Regions from separate parts of the Mus musculus genome. Here all the other regions are linked to region 2. Evidence: chromatin contacts called from public Hi-C and promoter capture Hi-C data. All regions are on one chromosome and are shown on one strand. Each heading gives the region's core, a stretch centred on a gene start, on an enhancer-like site or on the middle of the called end of the contact. The rest is flanking DNA. Distances are from core to core; before and after follow the strand shown. Region 1 holds the start of Bpi (bactericidal permeablility increasing protein). Region 2 holds the start of Ctnnbl1 (catenin, beta like 1). Region 3 holds the start of Rab5if (RAB5 interacting factor). Region 4 holds the start of Rbl1 (RB transcriptional corepressor like 1).

Region 1 (2,700 bases), core at 145-2,644, 520 kb before region 2:
GAGGTGACCTGAGGTAGCTTCCAGTTTGCCAGGAACCAGCCCAGATGCCATTATAACCAGCAGTAGTAACAGTAAAAAGCACGGGGGTCTTCCCATCCACCAGCACTGCTCCCTGCCAAGCTGAGCAATCCTAGGAAGGGGGTCCTTCCCTTCCCTCCCACACCCTAGTGCTCTGGTCAAGAGCTCACTGCTGACATATGGTAGAGTCAAGATGGGAGATCAAGGCTTCTTGTTCCCCAAGTTCAACCTTTGGATGTGGGCATACAAATGAATAATAGGCTTGCTGCATTTTTTAAAAACTCACTCCAGTTGCCACATGGGACACTGGAGCTGAGCCTCTGCTCCCACAAAAGCTGTCAGTCACCCATGCACTCATGTGACATGTATGTACACACGCGCGCACACACACACACACACACACACCAGCTCTGGATTTAAACACAACCATATCCTCATCGACGTTCATGGGGGAATCTGTTTGCATCCCTGCGATGGCCTGCATGGCCTGGAACATGCGTTCTGGGATAGGAAAGCAGATCCCCTGGGACCTGCCCCGCCCCCCCACCCAACCTGGTCTGATCTGAACTAGGATCGCCCTGAGTTCTGCAGTTCCTCTCTCTGCCACCAGGAGGCAGCACTAAGCGGCCCCAAGAAGGGCTTCAGTGAGGACTAGAGCGCCTTTGCTAGAGACTCCTCACCTGCAGGAGTGCTGTGTCCCACCCACCCAGTCCTGCAATGGAAGAATGGGACCGGTGGATCTGTGAGGCGCCTGGCAGAGAAGCAGGTGAGCGGAGTTGTTACCTGCCTGGCCTTTGGGAGGAGCCTGGGGTAGCTTTCCCAGAGTCTGCCCGCAGTGTGTGTACATCTCACTGGAGGCGCCCCCCGGCACCCCCTGCCTGCTTAGTCTCTAACAAAGGAGGTAAGGCAGACGACTGACTTTGGAAAGAAAAGGCCTAGAAATGTCACGGTGTAGAGAGAAGGGACCGTGGGGACCCTCAGAGCCCCGGGGCACTTGGAATCTTCTAGAGTAGTGTGATCCAGTCCCAGCTCTGACACTTTTCTAGTCCTATGAGACGGTGCCTTAGTTTCTTTCTATGTAAAATAGGAGGGGGGGGGAAGCAGTGAACTTGCCAGGCATCCGATTTAAAGGGCTGTGCACCCTAAGTGCCCTGTCAGGGAAGGGGAGGAAGAGAGAAAGGCATCCAATTACCGAAGTCCAGACCCTTCTGGGAGATCATGGCCACGAAGCCAGGGTCGGTGGCGGCTGTCAGGGCTGTGCCAATGATGGCCAGCAGCAACAGGGCTGACCATTTCCGCACGTTGTCAGGGGCCCAGGTCATGTCCTCTAGGGCAGCCCAAACCACAAGGCCTCGGATGGGAACCTGAGACCTATAAAGAAGCCTTCTGGGGAAGGGCAGGGCAGTAGTAGAAAGAGGAAGGAGGAAGGCAGCCGTGGGGGCGGGAGGGGGAGGGCAGCTGCGGTTCCCCATCAACGTTGGGGACCAGTCCAGGGGCTGCCCCAGTGGAGCCTAGAGGTCTGTGCGAGCATGGGCATGTGCGCATGTGCTGTGCACGTGCACGCGCCCACCCATGCCAGCACGCGCGAGCCTGTTGAGACCTGTGGCTCTGGGACGGATTCCTCTTCCTAAGCAGTCCATCCTTTTCTTGCGTCCTCCTCGCCTCATGTAAGGCTTTCTTTCAAGCTGGGTGGTGACCACACGGAGACTCCCTGTCTCTAGTTCCTATCCCTTTGGTTGTATCCGTAGTAAATTGTTTAAAAAACGGGACCTTTGGAGGTGTCCCCCATCCCAGGCTGCAGGGGTACTTTTTTAGTGCTCTAATTCTGGAGTCTTGTCCTTGGCATCTCAGCTACTCTTTAAGGCTGGTCTCAGCCTCTCTGTGCTTCTCTGTGCCTCGGTTTCCTCTCCTATAGAGTGGTGGTGGGGGGTGGGGGGGGACTATCACCTTCGCCCCTAGCTTACTGTGAGGACAGGATGGCCTTCCAGTAGGGAAAGCAGGCATAGTGTGCCTTGCGAGAAAGAGAATCCAGATGGGAGCCTTAACCGGAACTTCAGAAATAAATACGAGAATCAGTTACATGGACTCGTCTCCAAGACACAACACCAAACATATTTTAATTTTCGCCTGTCCCATTTTTTTTTTCCTGGCAAGCATAGATAGTTAGTTCTGCCTGTTTGTTTTCCTATCAGACATGGGATCCTATTGGTTAGCCCGGGAAAGTTCCCTTTCTCTGAATACATTCTCCCCCGGCTTTCAATATTCCATCGTTTCCTAAACCCAGTTTTCTTAACCAGATATCTGTTTTCACACATTTCACCCCTCCTTCTCAGGGACCAGGATTTGAGGCTTCTGAGGGGACAGTAGGCTTCTCTTAGAGCCAAGATACTTCTAACACCATCAGGAGCAGGAGGCGCTAAGCTGGAGGGGCAAGGTGGGAACCCCCACCCCCATCCCTCCCCTCCTGCAATCTAGTTCAGCTTTGCATGCAGGGCTGTGAAGTTCTGCAGCAGCCTCAGGCCCCGAGTGGGAGTGGCCCGGTCTCCATGGTGAACAGAGGGGGCTGGACTTCAGAGGCTCAAGGTTTCTCACGCCCCACCCCAATCCCCTGGATTTTATGGAAGTCTAAAAATCGGGATCCTCCTATCCTCCTGAGGGCTCATTTCCTTTCTTCCTTCTTTC
Region 2 (2,700 bases), core at 169-2,668:
ACAGCTCAGGTTCACAGGTTCTTACCGCCTACTCTGGCCTGCAGAGATATCACTTTTTTGTTGTTGTTGGTTTTGGGGGTTTTTTGAGTTTTTTTTTTTTTTTTTTTTTAGAGACAGGGTTTCTCTGTATAGCCCTAGCTGTCCTGGAACTCACTCTGTAGACCAGGCTGGCCTCAAACTCAGAAATCCATCTGCCTCTGCCTCCCAAGTGCTGGGATTAAAGGCACGAGCCACCACGCCCGGCCTAGAGCTATCACTTTTAAACTCAAGTTCACAGGTTCTCACTGCCTACTCTTGACTGCAAAGCTATCACTTTTAAAACATCACACCTTGAACAAAATGCAAGTGGATAAGGTTGGCTTACCCACTTTTTATTTCATCCATCACCCAAAGTCTGCTCCATCATATTATGGCCTCATACATATTCAATCAATATGATCAAGGATCTGTGATCAATATAAAAATACTACCTTTTTCATACTAAGTCTTTAAAATGAAGTGTGATTTACAATTACAGTACTTCCTAATTCAGAATAATTACAGTTTATGGGTCCCAACGCCTATTGCAGCTAATGAAAACAAAGATGGACACAAGAAGCCTCGTTAGGCAGTCAAAAGAGGGACAAAACTCTGAGTTGGGAGTCTGGACACTTGAGCTTTGTAACTGTTGAGTGACCTCAAGAGAGTCCTTTCTTCTCTCTGGGTCACCCGTTCCTCACAAGCACCCTGAGCAAGGAGGTCGAGAGGTCTCTTACCGACCCATTCCAAGCTCCGTCTTCCAAACAGCTTAACAATAGCAGGGAACGTGGGCACAGGTTTCTGCACTTTCAAATGACCTTTCACATACATCCATCCACTTTATAGATTTTAAAAGAAGAATTGAGACTCCGTGACGGGAGAAAGACTTCTCCAAAGCTACACTGACACTTGGTAAAGAAACTGAGGCTCAACACCGGGGGGGGGGGGGGGGCGGGGGTCTTCACAACTGTCTCCCCAAGCCCTGTGAATTGGTAGAAACGAGACGGAAGAGGAGCTGAGGGCTACCGGGTGGGGAACAGAAATCACAAGGCTCAGGTCTGGAGAAGGAAGGGGTCGAAAGGGTCCAGAGGGCTTAGGGGAGTGAAGTGCAATGACAGGATGCAAGCCCGGGTGACATGAGAAGTGAGGGCCAGGGACCGAGGGGAGGCAAGATGACGGGACTCTGTCCCTGCTACCCGAGCGAGGATGAGGAGCCCTCCGGCCTCGCCAACTGCTCTTACCTGGTAGCTTAAAAGTTCGCCCACGTCCATGGTTCCGGACCCAATCAGCACAGGGTACCCTGGTTGCCTCCACTCAACTCCCGAACCACGGGCCGCTCAGAGGCTTTTCCTGACACACTGCCGTAAAGCGCCAGGCCCCAGAACCAATAGAGTAAAAGAGCGCGTGGCCGGTGAGCCCGCCACACTGCCGTAAAAGGACGCGCTGCCGTAAAGCGCGCCGCGTTTTGACAATTCTGCTTCCGCCTGTAACCTGAAGGGGCGGGGAAAGGGGCGGATACTTAGGGGATGAACCTAAAAGCGAGGCCGTTATCCAAGAGTAGAGCAGAGTGCTTGGCATTTCGTGGGTAACCTTAAAGAGCTTCCAGAGACTGGCACTTTTGTTCTTTCATTCTCATTTCACAGATAATTGAAGTTGGCCTGTTGGTGGTGTTGAATGCCTTTAATCCCAGCACTGGGGAAGCAGAGGCAGGCAGAGCTCCGCAGGCATATGTTTTGAGTTCGAGGACAGCCTCGTCTACAGAAACGAGTTCCAGGACAGCTAGGGCTACAGGGAGAGAAGAGGGAGGGAAAGAGGGAGAGGAAGGAGCTGAGGTTTGAAATTATGCGCCCCATAGTTAGTCACATGTGGCTCTGGGGCACTTGAAGTGTGCCTAGTCCTAATAAAGATGTTAAGTGTTAATCAAATGCACAGTGGATTTTTCGTACTTGAACTGGTTCCTTTTTTTTTTTTCACTTACTGGGTAAAGGAAGATATATTATGAAATGAATTTGACTTTCCTCTCATTTGTTAAGCGTACTTAGTAGATATACTGAAATTGTATATGTGGATTTCATTTTGGGGTTCCCATTATGCTTCCCCTGGGCTTACAAAATGGCTTCCGGCCATAGGTGGCTGAGAAACCATTGATATCATGTTTGTTTTTTTCCCCCAGGCTTCTTTGTATTCACTAACACAAGACCCAGTGGCAACTGGAAGATCTCCTGTCTACCCAAGCTGTATTAAAGGGTCTGGGGGTCTGGAGACATGGCTCAGCGCTTAGAACCATTTACTGCTCTCTAGACGTCTACTTCCGTTCCCAGCACCCATGCTGGACAGCTCACAATTGCCTGTAACTCCAGTTCTGGGGGATCTGGTGCTCTCTTCTGGTCTCTGTGCAGACCCACAAGCACACGCATACACACATTTATATATATATAAAGGTTGGTTCCTGGGGAAGGAATTTGCCCATTATTGAGAGATAGTCAAGGCGTTCCTCTTCTGGGATTACAACAGACACCATCCAGAAACCCCATTCAACTACCTCCAACTACACATAAGAAAATTGTTATTCCTCAAACTGCCACAACCTCTCCTCATTATTCTCTCTGTTAGCACTTCCTCTACTGTTCACAGACTCAATCTGTCATTTTGTACTTGATGGTTGACATTTTATGTTTTGAC
Region 3 (2,700 bases), core at 14-2,513, 870 kb after region 2:
CGTAAATAGAAGTTTGTTTTGAAGTGACAATGGGCACTGTGCTCCTGGCCACAGATAACCCTTGGCTGGCCAGCTAAGTTCTAGAGAGTCTCCAGGAAGAAAAACTATTAACTTCAGTTCCCACCCTTCCTGTACAGCGACTTTTGAGAAAGCCAGAGTTAGGAAAGTGTGGTGGTGGAGAAGTGTGTGCTTAGGCCTGTGCCAGCTCATCTAAGTTTCACCCAACAAAGAGCACTCAGGTTTGTGAACTGCCCTGGACTCCAGACACCAGTCCTTGGACCGGGGAAGATAAAAAATATGACACAGCAGTTCACAAAGACGACAGGTTTTGCAAGAGCTGGGCAGGGCTGGGGGCAGGCCAAGGGCACCTTCAGGAAGTACTCCCCCCCTCCATGGCGGAACTGAAGGGAGGGAAGCCCAATTTCAACAGTCCAAACAACGGAAGGAGTCCAAATATAGCATTCTTTTCAAACCATCTAGAATCGGGCTGAATGGTGACAGGCTTGAAGATCACAGAATGGAGCAATGATAGGAGGCGTCCAGGCTCAGATCCTCTGGAGATGACCAGCGAGTGCATCTTTAAGTCCCCAACCTCTTCTAACCCATGTCTAGCGACTTTCTTACTAACTCACACCCTCTTAAGGTGGTCTTAGAACCGGCTCTCGAATCTTAAAGCTCACAGGGCATGTCTTCTTTCTCATCTAAGCGAGCAAGGACAGAGCCACCCCTCGCAATGTGCAAAGTAAACGCACTTCAGGGATTCCGCACCCGGCACGTGCGCAGTCTTCAGAAGCGCTAACTACTCCGGATCCTGCGGAGCAAACGGCGGGGGATAGCAGGGGCTCCGCTCGCTCCACTACGCGCCGGCCCCCTTGGCACCCCGCTCCCTGCTCCCATGGCCGCGCCCGGCCGATTGGCCGGGGCGAGGGAGACCCGGGCCCGTCCTCCCTCGCCGGGCCTTCTGCACCTTGTCGTCCCAGGCCGCGTCGCTCCGCAGCACCTTGCTCCACACGGACACCTTGAGGGCCCCGTTGGCCAGCTGCGGCTGAGGCGGCTCCTCCTTCCGCCGCCCGCCGCTCATCCTCCCGTCGCGCCGCCCGAGCCGGGCGTGGGGCGCGCGGGCCAAGCCGAAGGGAGTCGGGGTCTGGGACCGCGGGACTCGGCGCGCGGGGCGGCAGCGGTAGTCCGGGCAGCGAGGGACAGTGGCCCGCCGAGGCTCTGCTCGCTCTGCCCAGCGGCCGGCTCGCTAAGCTCCACGGAGCAGGCGCCGCCGAGGGAGGGGCGGGGCCCTGATGACGTGCGCACGCAGCCAATCGGCGGCCACGCGGCGGTCGGCTCCGAAGCTCGGCGACGCCTCGACGCGAGCGTCCCCTCCGGTGGGCGGAAGTGACAGAAGCTTCCGGCGGACGCCAGGGGACGGTGAGCGAGAAGGGACAAGTGCGGCCCGGAGGCGATCTGTGCGCGAGGAGGCGCTGTGAAGACTGAGGCACAGCCCCTCCGAGGAAAGCCGAGATTGTACGTTTCCTTGCCGGCTGAGCCGCGGCTCGTCCCCCGGAGCGACACAAAGAAGAAGTGGCCTTGCATCCTGCTCCGCCTCCCGAGCCGGGTCCTTGGTCCCCGGAAGCCCTGGGCTGCCCCACTGGAGTTACCTTCTGTGCGTTCTCTCCTAAACCTACACGTTATTCACGACTTTGTTCATGACTATGGAAAACAAAACAAAAACAAAAACCAAACCAAAGTTCCCTCGCCTGGCGATGGTGCAAGCCTGTCTACCTGCTGGAGGATGGTAAGTCCCCGGTCACGACAACCTGTCTCAACGGGAAAAAAAACAATTCTGTGAACCCTAACGTCTCCTCTTGCTCAGCGTTCTCTTCTGAGATCCGAATGTGAAGCTGAGATCCCAAGAGAGAAATTCTTTCCTAAGGATGAGGCAAGTTGAAACCAGGGGAGAACCCCACTAGGGGGAATAGAAAAGTAGTAGGTGTCGGGCTAGCTACCCCGTCCTCACTGTGTGTTGTTAGCACTTCCCAGGATGTGTTTTGAAAGGACAGAAGGAGCAGCACCCCCTGCGAACTTGTACAAAGACACGTTGTGGTGTACACTGTGACTCGTCTGCAGTCCAAACCCGGGGAGGAATGTTAGGCTGGCCTGGCTACATTCCAAGATCCCGTGCCCCGTCTGACCTGGGTTACACAGCGAAGCTGGTCTAGCATACAGAGTGAGAGATGCTGCCTCAAACAGACAAATGAGCAAAATCAGTCCCATCCTCCAGATGGTGCCACACAGGATGTGCTATGCTAAGGGATATCACTAAAAAACAAAAGAAAAGAAAAACCCCCCAAGAATTGTTTATTATGTATACATCGTTCTGGCTGCATGTTTGCCTGCAGGCCAGAAGAGAGGTTACCAGATCACATTATAGATGGTTATGAGCTACCATGTGGTTGCTGGGAATTGAACTTAGAACCTCTGGAGGAGCAGCTAGTGTTCTTAATCTATGAGCCATCTCTCCAGCCCGGAACATCACTTTTATGCAGTGAGTTTATAAAGGCAAAGTAATTTGCCTGGAATCATTGAGTTAGTAGTTGGGTTTATTTTACTCTAAATCCGAGTTCTTTTCTTTTTAAAAATAATTATTTCATTCCATAGTATGGGTGTTTTGCCTGCAGTGTGTGTGTGTGTGTGTGTGTGTCTGTGTGT
Region 4 (2,700 bases), core at 46-2,545, 530 kb after region 2:
CAACACTCTACTACCTCCAAACTTGGTAGTCTCCACGAGGCCATACCCGCAGCAGTGGATTTTGTCCAAAACAAATTAATCATCATTAACATGTTAAAATCTCTGCTTTGAGTATACCATGAGGCTTTAGTGGGGCATAGGAACTCCTTCATAACTTGCCTTGACGTCCCTGTTTTCTTCTCTAGTGACTCCTTCATCCAAACAAGGACTACTCTGTAATTTTCAAACACACTGCCCCAAGTCCTTAGTGTAGAAGAGAAATAATCCAAATCAGGGAATACAGTGAAGGCAAACGATTCTATCCTACCATCCAACTCTCTTGGAAGAGCTGATCAATAAGTATGACAATTTCAGATAAGGTACAATGGAGACGATGAAATAGAAGTTAGGTGTCAGCTTATAGATGTACTGCTCAGTAATGGCCTGAGAAGGTTAAAATTAGACTTAAATGATGAAGAGCAAGGTATGCAAAGATATGCACAATAGCATTTTCACACACGGAGAAAAGCCTCCTGCGACTGAGAACTAGCTTGATATTCCCAAGGTTACGAGTTACCTGGTGCATCTGAATGCTATTATTTTTCTGTATTTTAAAGACAAAAAATGATCTCGTGCAGGATTCTGAGTGAAAACGATCAGGTTCTAGTTTAGGTTTTAAAAACACCTTTCAGGTAAGCGCGAGGACCATCTCTATTCCTGAAACGACTATTTACTGGGACAGTTTCCAGAATCCTGGGAGTGAGGCTGAGACCCGTCACCCCAAACCCTTGTCCCTGCATCCCTTTCTGGCGAGATTTGGGAGTCTCTGACGTGGCGCTTCTACGTGAAGAAGCCACTTTCGGCAGCTCCCGCCTCCACCTCCATCGAGGGTCAAAGCTCAGTGAGAGCGGGCTGGAGGCGCGCCGGGGAGCTGACAAACCTAGGGTCCACAGGACAGTGTCATGGAGAAGGCTTCCCACTAGCGTGAACGGACTCGCAGTCCCAAGTCACCCACACCAGGGAACCCGCGGTGGAGAGCGCGGGGCGCGAGCTACAGTCCCGGCAGCCTCAGCACCGGCTCGGATCCTTCCGCCCCGCTCTCTCACGTCCGTCCCCGCGGCCCGGAGCCCCGCAGCTGCCCACCCAGGGCCCGAGCTAGATCTCCGTTAGAGTCCGAGGTCCATCTTCTTATCCCATTCCGGGAGACGGGCTGCTGCGGGCTCCAGAGGAGAAAGGGACTTTTTGAGAAGAAAAGCGGAGGCAGACGATGAAGGGAAGGCGAGCTCAAGAAGGCGATTTTCGCGCGCTTTGTCGCGGGGGGTTGTGGGTAGCTCGCCGGGAGGGAAAAGAAAACCCCGAAGCCGGTCGCGCCGCCCGTCGGGCCGGAGGGGGATATGTTCGAGGACGAGCCCCACGCCGAGGGGGCGGCGGCGGTCGCCGCGGCCAGGGAGGCGCTGCAGGCCCTGTGCCAGGAACTGAACCTGGACGAGGGAAGCGCGGCCGAAGCCCTGGATGACTTCACGGCCATCCGCGGCAACTACAGCCTAGAGGTGAGCGGCGGCAGGTGGGCGGCGGCCCCGACCCTCGCCAGGCCCCACCCCCGGCCCGCCCCCGCCCCAAGCCTATCGGGCGGTGGGAGTTCCCCACCTACGAGGGTCTCCGAGGAGTGCGGGGAGGGAAGGGTGGGTGTAGCTCGGCCAACCCACCCATTTGGATTGAGGCGGGAAACCGAAGATCGGAAAGTGAGCCGCCGGTTCTGCGGGGGTTCCCTAGGCTCCCAACTTTCAAACTTGATTTCTGCGCGCCGCCCAGTGCCCCAAACGGCGCGGTGCTGCCGTTAAATCGATCAGACCTGATCCCGCGGTAAAATGAATTACTCATCGCTGCTCAGCCCTTTGATTATGTCTTCCCCAACTCGTTTGAAACACCACTGGATCCCCATTCCACAGAGGGAGAAAGTGGGGTCGGTAAGAAGTTAATTTAGCGCCCAAGGTGACGCAGTTTGCCATGCAACCTGGTACAGCAGTTTGAGCCCTTTAACTCCTCCATTCTTCCACCTAATCGAGTGTAGCAGTTAGTTCGTTTATACCATGCACTGTAGTTAGATAGATCAAAGTCAGCACACACAAAGCTCTTCTCAGCCCCACGTTCCTCTCTGCCAGGCCGTTGCTCTAACGATTGATGTGGTATCTGGCTCTGAATAAAATAAATGGTGCTTGTTATCATTATTAGGTATTCCCAGTAACACACACACATATGTTAATGATATATATGTGTGTGTGTGTGTGTGTATACATATATATATATATACCCAGGGGGTATCGAGACAGACTATTTCAGCATCTAACTGAGATGTACAAAAGCTTTCATTATACACATGGGCAGGATTCACATATAGGATTCCTCTGACTCAGACTGCCAGCGAAATAATTGCTGGTCAGGGAGTAGGAAATAGGGAGCAACTGTTGTACACATGTCTATACTCCTATGAGAGAAAAGTACCTGAGACTACACACACACACACACACACACACACACACACACATATATAAAATTTGTCTTTACAGCAGGACAGTGACTACTATACCTGTTTTCTTGGTGGTGTTACAGCTCAACATCCTTTTTTTTTTTTTTAGAGAATTAGAGTCACTCTAATATAGAAACCCAGATTGGTCATAAGCTTAGTGTAGAAGTAGACTTGTATTGGCATGTGTGTGGAAT

What was found. Promoter capture Hi-C pulls out the DNA fragments that hold promoters and counts their contacts. A called contact is a pair of places that touch in the nucleus more often than the background predicts.
Region 1: a promoter capture Hi-C map of embryonic stem cells shows a contact between it and region 2, with 2.4 times the contacts expected there. The contact joins the promoter of Bpi here to the promoter of Ctnnbl1 in region 2. A contact is called at or near these places in 8 of 39 promoter capture datasets (the 3T3-L1 cell line, embryonic stem cells, hippocampal neurons and 3 more), 1 of 15 datasets of contacts at CTCF or cohesin (embryonic stem cells), 2 of 115 datasets of contacts at active chromatin or transcription factors (both in embryonic stem cells) and 1 of 9 other capture datasets (embryonic stem cells).
Region 3: a contact with region 2 is called in a Hi-C map of B cells, with 7 read pairs. The contact joins the promoter of Rab5if here to the promoter of Ctnnbl1 in region 2. A contact is called at or near these places in 2 of 39 promoter capture datasets (liver and pre-B cells) and 1 of 484 Hi-C or Micro-C datasets (B cells).
Region 4: a Hi-C map of CD8 T cells shows a contact between it and region 2, with 3 times the contacts expected there. The contact joins the promoter of Rbl1 here to the promoter of Ctnnbl1 in region 2. A contact is called at or near these places in 1 of 39 promoter capture datasets (hippocampal neurons), 1 of 484 Hi-C or Micro-C datasets (CD8 T cells) and 2 of 115 datasets of contacts at active chromatin or transcription factors (bone marrow-derived macrophages and memory CD8 T cells).

What each region holds. Positions count from the first base shown.
Region 1 is chr2:158,256,935-158,259,634 of GRCm38.p6, reverse strand. Bpi (bactericidal permeablility increasing protein) reads right to left here and starts at 1,394. Exons shown (of 15, transcript NM_001356542.1): 1 at 1,211-1,394. The coding sequence starts at 1,340. Gm34571 (a long non-coding RNA gene) reads left to right here and starts at 656. Exons shown (of 3, transcript XR_866913.1): 1 at 656-784.
Region 2 is chr2:157,736,119-157,738,818 of GRCm38.p6, reverse strand. It overlaps Ctnnbl1 (catenin, beta like 1), which reads right to left and starts at 1,418. Exons shown (of 16, transcript NM_025680.4): 1 at 1,260-1,418. The coding sequence starts at 1,289.
Region 3 is chr2:156,861,685-156,864,384 of GRCm38.p6, reverse strand. It overlaps Rab5if (RAB5 interacting factor), which reads right to left and starts at 1,263. Exons shown (of 4, transcript NM_026124.3): 1 at 968-1,263. The coding sequence starts at 1,081. 5430405H02Rik (RIKEN cDNA 5430405H02 gene) reads left to right here and starts at 1,440. Exons shown (of 3, transcript NR_027914.1): 1 at 1,440-1,786.
Region 4 is chr2:157,203,129-157,205,828 of GRCm38.p6, reverse strand. Rbl1 (RB transcriptional corepressor like 1) reads left to right here and starts at 1,295. Exons shown (of 22, transcript NM_011249.2): 1 at 1,295-1,529. The coding sequence starts at 1,374.